Linked DNA regions of Mus musculus: regions 2 and 3 are each linked to region 1. A link is a contact called in public promoter capture Hi-C data. All regions are on one chromosome and are shown on one strand. Each heading gives the region's core, a stretch centred on a gene start, on an enhancer-like site or on the middle of the called end of the contact. The rest is flanking DNA. Distances are from core to core; before and after follow the strand shown. Region 1 holds the start of A430005L14Rik (RIKEN cDNA A430005L14 gene). Region 2 holds the start of Gnb1 (guanine nucleotide binding protein (G protein), beta 1). Region 3 holds the start of Mrpl20 (mitochondrial ribosomal protein L20).

Region 1 (2,700 bases), core at 160-2,659:
GAACACCAACCAGGAAGGTGAGCAGAGGGCACCAGCATGCTGAAGCGGCAAGGTGCTTGGCTCCCTGCCCAAAGCCTAATCTCCCAGCAGCCTGATCCATCCATCTGTAATACTTAGAGGGGCTTTTCTAAAGACAGAGGAGCCTGTGCAGCTCTGCAGTGCAGACGGTATCTTTACATGCTTGTCTCCTTTTTATTGCACTGAAGAGAGGAGTGGGCTTGGAGAGAGGAGCAGGCTTGGAGAGAGAGAGGAGTGGGCTTGGAGAGAGCTGGTCAGGCAGAGCAGAGGACAAGGACTTCCAGGATGTAAGGGAAACCAAACCCTAGAGCAGTTTACTCTCTGGTCTCACCCTTAAGATGTCAAAACAGTGATGTCTGTCTGGTTCATTTTGTGAGTTCTGCGACCAGGGTTACCTGTCCAGGCTGTCCAGCAGGACCAGAGGCTGAGGCCAAAGGTTTCATGTGTATTTGAAGCTAATTATAATATTTATCATCATTATTATTGATGTGTTTATAAAAAGATAAAGACAGAAAGAATATGTCCTATAGGGGTGTGGTGAGGTTTAGAGGAAGGGAATGTCTCAGCGGGCCCATGCTGAGGCATCCCTTCCTCCTGAGGGAGCAGCCACACGATGGTATAGTATAGAATAGAGTTTATTCAAGGTAGACAGGAGTTAAGAGGGTAATTGAGGCAGAGAAAGGCAGAGAGAGGGAGAGAGTAGAGAAGTAGAGGCCAGCCATGGCTATGAGCACTTGGAGAGAGTGGAAAGGGAAGGGAATGGGGAAGGGGAGAGCAAGAGCAAGGAAGAGAAGCAAGAGGGAAGCAAGACTAAGAGAGGGAGGAGGGGACAAGCAGCCCCTATAAAAGTGGGTCAGGCCAGTTAACTGTGGGGAGGAGCATATTGTGGGTGGAGTTTAGACAGAATGCTAACAATTTGTTATTATATTTATTGAGATGGGGAGTAACTCGGGAGTGTCAGTAATTGTCAGAGGATACGTAGCAAGAGTCTCCTCTCTCTTCCCACCATAGAGTTCACACGTGGACTGTGAGGTGCCGGCAGATGGCAGAGCTAGGCCGGTCTAACGCCTCCCTCGGGGTGAAGGGGAACCCGAGCTGAAGGTGGCCTGAGACCCGAGAGCACAGGCCTGCAGCAAGGCAGCCGCCCTTCTCAAACATGGCGGCGACGGGGGTCCCAGGGATGTGCCCTTCCCAAACATGGCGGCCAAAACGGGCGGGCCTCCGCGCGAAGGAGACGTCCCTTTCCCAGCGTGGCGGGAACCTTGCCCAGCTTCCGGCGCTCCGCCCGCGGCTCGCCGTCCGTCGGGGAGGCGCGCGCTGCCCGCTCTGCACGCGGAGAGCACGTGACCTGGAGACGCCGGCCCCTGATTGGTGACGTGGCGATGACATCAGACGCCGCGCGCGCGCTCAGAGCCGCGCGATTGAGACTTGGCGGAGGAGCGTTAGGCCGGGGCGCTCACTCATGAGGAGCAGGAAGGTGAGGGGCCCCCGCAGGCGGGGTGCGCGCCGCCGAGCCGCACTCTCCCAGGGGAGCCGGCGGGGGGCGGGCGCCTCGAGCCCCGCCCCTGGGAGGGGAACCCGCACTCCAGGCACCTCCACCCGCCCCAGGCGCGGGGCTCCAGGCTCGCTCCCCGGGGTGAGGGCCACCGGGACCCGAGCTTTGCCCTCGGCCGTGCGGGCTACTGCCCGGGCTTCCTGGCCTCTCGCACTGCCCACAGATGGGCGTGCTGCAGCCGAGCGAGCTCAGCCAAGCCCCTGTGTCGTGTGTAACCTGGGCTGAGGGCGGGCAGTGGGACGGGAGCTAGGGTGACTGGGACCTAAACCCCGGCTGCAAAGGGTCTCTGGCCGAACGAGCATGGCAGGGACAGTGAGTCCCTTAGCCTGAAGTGTGTCTGCCCTGCACCGCTAGCCAAAGTCCAGGCTGACGTCCCTGCCTCTTGCGTTGCGCAGACGTTTGTGTGTAGCGAGGCTGACAATAACTGTTCCCCGTGTCAGTGGTCATGGTTGCTGCCCCTCCCTTGCATAAGGAGACTTTATTAAGGTTTAATAGTTCCCCGCTGTGTTTTTTACTTCTTTGCGCGCCTCGGTTCCAGTGAGACACAGAAGGGTCTAACTCTTGTGAGGTTCTCTCCCACTTTCCGTTAGCTGTCTGTTGACAGTGCAGCCTTGCAATCCTTACTTTACCCTTTGCAGCCACTTCCTCAGGCCAGCAAGGGCCCCTCGGACCCTCCCCCTTTGTTTGTTCCTGCCTGTTGCTAGCACGTGCCTCTTTTGCCTGTTCAGAGAAGTATGTTTAAGATAATTTTATGTTAGGGACTTTCCTTGGGGGTCGAGGGTGCCCTTTGTACCTGGATTACTGATTGGGTCCTTAGCTTCAGCTAGAACTCCCGGTGGTTCTAAAGCAACACCCCCTCCCCCCTCCACACACACACCCATTTGCATCTGGAAATTCCTTTATTCTCACCTTCATCTTAGAGGACAGGTTTTCTGGGTATGGATTTTCTTAGCTGGCATTTTGTTTCGTGCAGGTAGTGATCTCACCGTGGTTCACATACTGTTTCTGCAGAATAAGCAGTTGTTTTTTACTGGTACCTCCAGGATGAGAACTGCCCCGGGAGGTGGCCTGGCCATGTGTTTATTATCCTCTCCCTCCTGTGTCACAAACTTCCCAGTCACAGGTTA
Region 2 (2,700 bases), core at 159-2,658, 1.5 Mb after region 1:
ACATCTGTGCAGAAGTGGTATCATCAAAGGTCTGGCCTTCACAAGTTCATGGAAGAGGCACTTGTGGGAAGTTGGAGTCACAAGGGACAGTGGAGAGAATGGTGAGAAGGAAGGACCCTGTACTTTTACTTGGAGAGAGTGGGATGATGGAGCTGTCAAGAACTTCAGGTAAAAAACAGTCACAAATGACAGAGTCAGGTCTCGAACAGATGGAGTGAAGGGCATAGAGTCCCAGGGGTCAGAGGCCCTAGGGTGAGATGATAGCAGTGGTGGATATATTTGAGGTAACTGGAACCAGGCTTCTTACTCTCAAAGCAGGTCACTCAATATGCAAGGAAGAGAATATGCAGTATTTTGGAGAGACCACACACTTACTGTGATCAAGAAAAAGATACGAATGCCCACATGACCATCTGCATGTACATATATGTATGTTCATGTAAATGTATGTTTTCCCTCAGGGTGCCTGCTCAGCAATGACACTTTTGTAGCAATGAATATCCAATACCTGGTTCCTCACTTCTACCCATCCACTAGCAGAAGCTAGGGCTCGTAAAATCAGGCGTCAGATCAGGGCTGGCACAGGGAAAGTATATGAGGAAACTGTCAGGACTGAACAATGACAGACACATTTCTATGGCCCGGCAGGAAGCGCCCAGGGCAGGGAGGGGGAAGTGTGCAGACCACTCAAAGGCTGTTTCAAGAAGGAATGGGCTTCAAGGAAAGGCTGCAAGGTGCACAGAAGCTAACAAGAAGGGAAGGTATCAAGTGTGAATCATGGAAAGGTCTCAGAGTCAGCGTGGTGGCCAGGCCCCCCAGAGAGTTGTGGCTCTTGTTTAAAAGAGGGTAGTGCAGGCCAAGAGGAAATAAGAGAGGTATTCACCTGGTTTTGGAAAGGGCAGAATGGGAGTGAAAAAGTCATTGTGGCAGGAGTCATATTAGTTGAAGATGGCTGGACAAATAGGCACGACGGACCAGACCGGATGGCATGTCTTAAAGATTCTGGTGGTTAATCTTGACATCTTTCCTGTCCCACCTGGCTATTCCTACCCCTCTACCCCCGCTGTCTAGAACCTGCTAGGCCGTTCACGCACGCACGCACGCCTTTCGGCCCTCCCGGGCTGGTCATTCAGGCAGGACACACCGCCCTCTGGCTTGGGGCACATGGCACAGGAGCCGACACCGTCAGGTCAGAGCCAGAGGCCACCGAGGCCGATAGGCTGCCAACGTCCCTGGAAGACCCTTGCGGGGTGTGTGGGGTGGTGGTGGGGTGGGGTGGGGGAAAAAAATCACGGGTCCTTTAAGCCTCTCGCGCACGCGCAGAGGGAAGGAGGGGCGGGGCGGAAAGAGCGGCACGCGCACGCCGCCCGTGCGCGGTGACGCGACGTGGGGTTTCCCGAGGCTGCGGGCAGGGGCCGCCGCGCCCATCCTGATGGCTGGAGGCGTCTGAGGGGCGGACGGCGACGGCGGCGGCGGCGGCGGCGGTGGCGGGCGCGGGCGGCGAGGGCAGCGGGGCTGGGACTGGAACAGCCGCCGCGCGGACCCGACCAGCCTCGCCGACTCCTGCCCGCAGGCCGCGAGCGCGACGACCAGGCGGCGGCGTGGGCGCCAGACCGGGCGAGGGCGAGGTGAGCGCGGCTGGGGTCTGTGAGCTGAGCCTGCCCCGCGCTGGGCCAGGCCCTGCGGCTCTTCTCGCTCGTGGGTCATCGGCCGCCGTCTTCATCCTGCTCTTCAGGGTTGGGTGGGCGATCCCCGGCGTGCCGGGTGGGCGGCAGGGCTGGGGTCTCGGGGTCCGGGGGGTGAGGGATGGGGCGGAGCCGCCTGGGCCGGGGCGCAGGCCCGGGCCGGGGTCTTAGGCTCAAGGCCGCGTCCGGGGTGCGGGCCCGGAGATGCGGCAACCTGGGTGGAGGTCCTGGGTTCAAGGCCAGATCTGGGATGGGTTCTGGGTTCAAGGCTGGATCCCGGATGCGGGACCTGATCTGTGGTCTTGGGTTCAAAGCCCGTGTCGGAATTCGGTTTCCAGACTCATTCATGTTCCTGGGGTCGAGGCTGTTGCGGGGGGCGGGGGGGTCTAGGGCCTGATGCGGGATCCCGGAGGTGGTCTTGAGTTTTAAGAAAGGGAACGGGATGCAGGGCTGGGGCTCGGGTCGTAGGTTCGAGCCTGGATGGCTTGCTAAGGTGGGGATGCCAGGAGAGCCGCAGGCGCTTCTTCTCGCGGCCGAGTCCCCGCGGGAACAAAAGCCGAGCTCTGCCCTCCGGACCGCGCCTTCCTGCGGGGCGTGGGACTCGGCCGGGCGCGCGGGGAGCGGACACGGGGCGAGTCTACTGGATTCGGCCATCAACCCCTGCCGGGTGCGGGCCTACGGCTACCAAGCTTCCCAGCTTCCTTCGCTGCCGGCCTTCCTGGCCCCAGGCACCCGTAAATGAATGGGCGCCGCGTCCGGTCGCCGCGACAAGATGGCGATACCCGCCTTTGTCAGCCAGGACCGCGCCGTCCGCTGCCGGGGCTGAAAACAAAGGCCGGCTCTGGTGGCCGGTGCAGAGGAAAAGGCGCCGGGCTCCTGGGTTCGCCTGATGCATCAGTGCTGGGAGGGGACGTCCTGCCCAGAGCACTCAGAGGGTGGCCTAGTCTTTCCGCGTCTCCTCCACAGCCTCGGGTTCCCCTGGGGAACTGCAGCTTGGCTTTTGACCTTTTGATAC
Region 3 (2,700 bases), core at 17-2,516, 1.8 Mb after region 1:
ATTGGATGTAAAGTGAATACAAAAATAAATTATTGAAAAAAAAAAAGAAAAAACAAGAACCTACAAAAGAACATGAGAAACACTCAAAGACATAAAAACTCAAATTCAGAAACCATAATTGTTTAGTTTCAGATCCTGGGACAGGGAACTCAGGTACATATTTTACATATCAAAGCAGACCTGGCTTGCAGGTTCTCCCAGCATCCCTCAGTTCCTACCTGGCAAGGACACTCTGCCCCCAACCTTAAACTTTCCAGCCCAGGGACTGAGCTGCCCTTCCACCAAAGGCTCCTCCCTATGTAAGCCAGACATTTTGGCCAATCCTCCTCTCTCAATCCTTTGGGCCAAACCTACCTTTAAATGTTCTAATCTGACTTGAATTGGCTCATTTCACCTGTGAAGAAATAACCTATCATCATCAATAATATAAGCAAACGAACAGTAAAGTTAAAAAAAATTCCCAAACAAAACAATATGAGACCCCCCCAAAAAAAATCTCCCAAAATACCTTTGAATTTGTTTTCTGTTGGCCATCTGGACCTGGGGCCTGCCCTTAAGGTGTGGTTTGTAGTATACTATGTAAGACTCCCTGTGTAAGACTTTCCCTCAAGGAAAAACTAATTTTTCTTTTAGGAGCAGCTGGCAATTGGAGATAGCTTCTTGGTTGGGGATGAGAGTCCATGTCTACTTCCTCATCTGGGACCTGACAGACAAATGTTTTACTTTGTTGTTTTTTGAGACAGGGTTTCTCTGTGTAGCCCTGACTGTTCTGGGACTCATTCTGTAGACCAGGCTGGCCTTGAACTCAAGACATCCATCTCCCTCTGCCTCCTGAGTGGATCGAAGGCATGTGCCACCACCATCTGGCTTGGTGGCCAACTTTTTTTTTTTTTTTTTTTTTTGCTTTTCGAGACAGGGTTTCTCTGTGTAGCCCTGGCTGTCCTGGAACTCACTTTGTAGACCAGGCTGCCCTCGAACTCAAGAAATCTGCCTGCCTCTGCCTCCCAAGTGCTGGGATTAAAGGCGTTCGCCACCACCTCCCGGCGGTAGCCAACTTCTTACTCAGACCTTTACTCCAAGTAAAGCTGGTGAATAAGCTAAATTCTGCTGTTGTTTTCTTTCTTTCTTTCTTTTTCTTTTTTAAAAAGATTTATTATATCTAAGTACATTGTAGGTGTCTTCATACTCTCCAGAAGAGGGCGTCAGATCTAACTACGGATGGTTGTGAGCCACCACGTGGTTGCTGGGATTTGACTTTCGGAAGAGCTGTCAGTGCTCTTAACCCTCTCTCCAGCCCCAATTCTGCTGAGTTGACTGCGAGTCCCACTCCGACTGTCAGCTTCGCCTTCATCTCGGTAGAGCTTGTATCTCCCACAGCTCCAGGAGCTCAGCCCTCCACCCCCCGAAACTTGGCCTCTGTACCTGCGGGAGGTTGGGCTCCATCCCCAGGATACATCTTCAGGACAGTAGATACCTTTGTTCATGTGAGCCTTTGACTCAGACTAGCTGTCTTTGGAATGGGTTTACTTGATTTAATTTCCTTTACTTTCTTTTCCTTTTCTTAAACATACTGTTCACATGGCTATTCTTATTTATTTATTCATTTATTCATTCATTCATTTATTTATTTGGGCGTCAGATCTTGTTACAGATGGTTGTGAGCCACCATGTGGTTGCTGGGATTTGAACTCTAGAAGAGCAGTCGGGTGCTCTTACCCACTGAGCCATCTCACCAGCCCAATTTCTTTTACTTTCCTTTAGGGTCAACTGATGCCCACAGAAGAGCGGACCACCGAGTGTTCCTTGGCGGTTTCTGTAGATCTGATTTCCGTCCGGGACTGCTCGCCATCCCCGCCCGCGGGGCTTCCTCCAGTTTATGCTCTAACCATTCTCCCGCGTGCGGACGGTCTGGCACAACGGAACTGAGGGAGCGAGTCTAGAGGCGCCCCGGAAGACAGTGCTCGCACACATCCGGCAGGGCTGGCCTGTCTGACCGTTGACCCGGAAGCGCTTCTGGCAGCCGGTCGGGCTTCGGGAGCCCATCATGGTCTTCCTCACGACGCGGCTCTGGCTGCGGAACCGCCTCACCGATCGCTATTGGCGGGTTCAGGAGGTGCTGAAACACGCTCAGGTGAGTGCGCGAGTCGCGGCCCGAGGCGTGGGGCGGGGGTGGAGGGCCGCGCTGCCATCCCGACACCCTTCTCCCCTCTTCTTCATCCAGCATTTTCGGGGAAGGAAGAATCGCTGCTACCGCCTGGCCGTCAGGGCGGTGACCAGAGCCTTCGTTAAGTGTACGAAGGCCCGCAGACTTAAGAAGCGGAACCTGAGGACCGTAAGCCCGACCCCAACCCCCAGCTTGTCCTTCATCTCCCTAGAGCTAGGCTCTCTTCCAAACCGGCTTCGGGAGCTCAGCCCTCCATGCCCCCGGAGCTTAGCCTTCTGTAGCCGCAGGATGTTGACTTTCATTCCCGAGGAATTCCCTTTACATGTTTGGGCAAAAGTGGTTTTTTGTTTTGTTTTGTTTTGTTTTGTTTTGTTTTGTCATTTGTGAAAGCTGTACTTGTGCGCTGGGTTATAGTTCTTGTAAGTACTTATGAGCTAAGTCAACAGGGCCATAAGAAATGTCATTTCTGACCTTGACAGTAAGAACGTGTTCCCTAAAGGCTCAGCAGATATAGATATAGAGGACATGCTGGTCTT

What was found. Promoter capture Hi-C pulls out the DNA fragments that hold promoters and counts their contacts.
Region 2: a contact with region 1 is called in a promoter capture Hi-C map of pre-B cells, with 3 times the contacts expected there. The contact joins the promoter of Gnb1 here to the promoter of A430005L14Rik in region 1.
Region 3: a contact with region 1 is called in a promoter capture Hi-C map of pre-B cells, with 3 times the contacts expected there. The contact joins the promoter of Mrpl20 here to the promoter of A430005L14Rik in region 1. A contact is called at or near these places in 2 of 39 promoter capture datasets (cranial neural crest and pre-B cells).

The regions. Positions count from the first base shown.
Region 1 is chr4:153,955,828-153,958,527 of GRCm38.p6, forward strand. A430005L14Rik (RIKEN cDNA A430005L14 gene) reads left to right here and starts at 1,410. Exons shown (of 4, transcript NM_175287.4): 1 at 1,410-1,495. The coding sequence starts at 1,481.
Region 2 is chr4:155,489,953-155,492,652 of GRCm38.p6, forward strand. Gnb1 (guanine nucleotide binding protein (G protein), beta 1) reads left to right here and starts at 1,409. Exons shown (of 12, transcript NM_001160016.1): 1 at 1,409-1,628.
Region 3 is chr4:155,801,612-155,804,311 of GRCm38.p6, forward strand. It overlaps Mrpl20 (mitochondrial ribosomal protein L20), which reads left to right and starts at 1,267. Exons shown (of 5, transcript NM_025570.3): 1 at 1,267-1,484; 2 at 1,762-2,131; 3 at 2,222-2,332. The coding sequence starts at 2,045.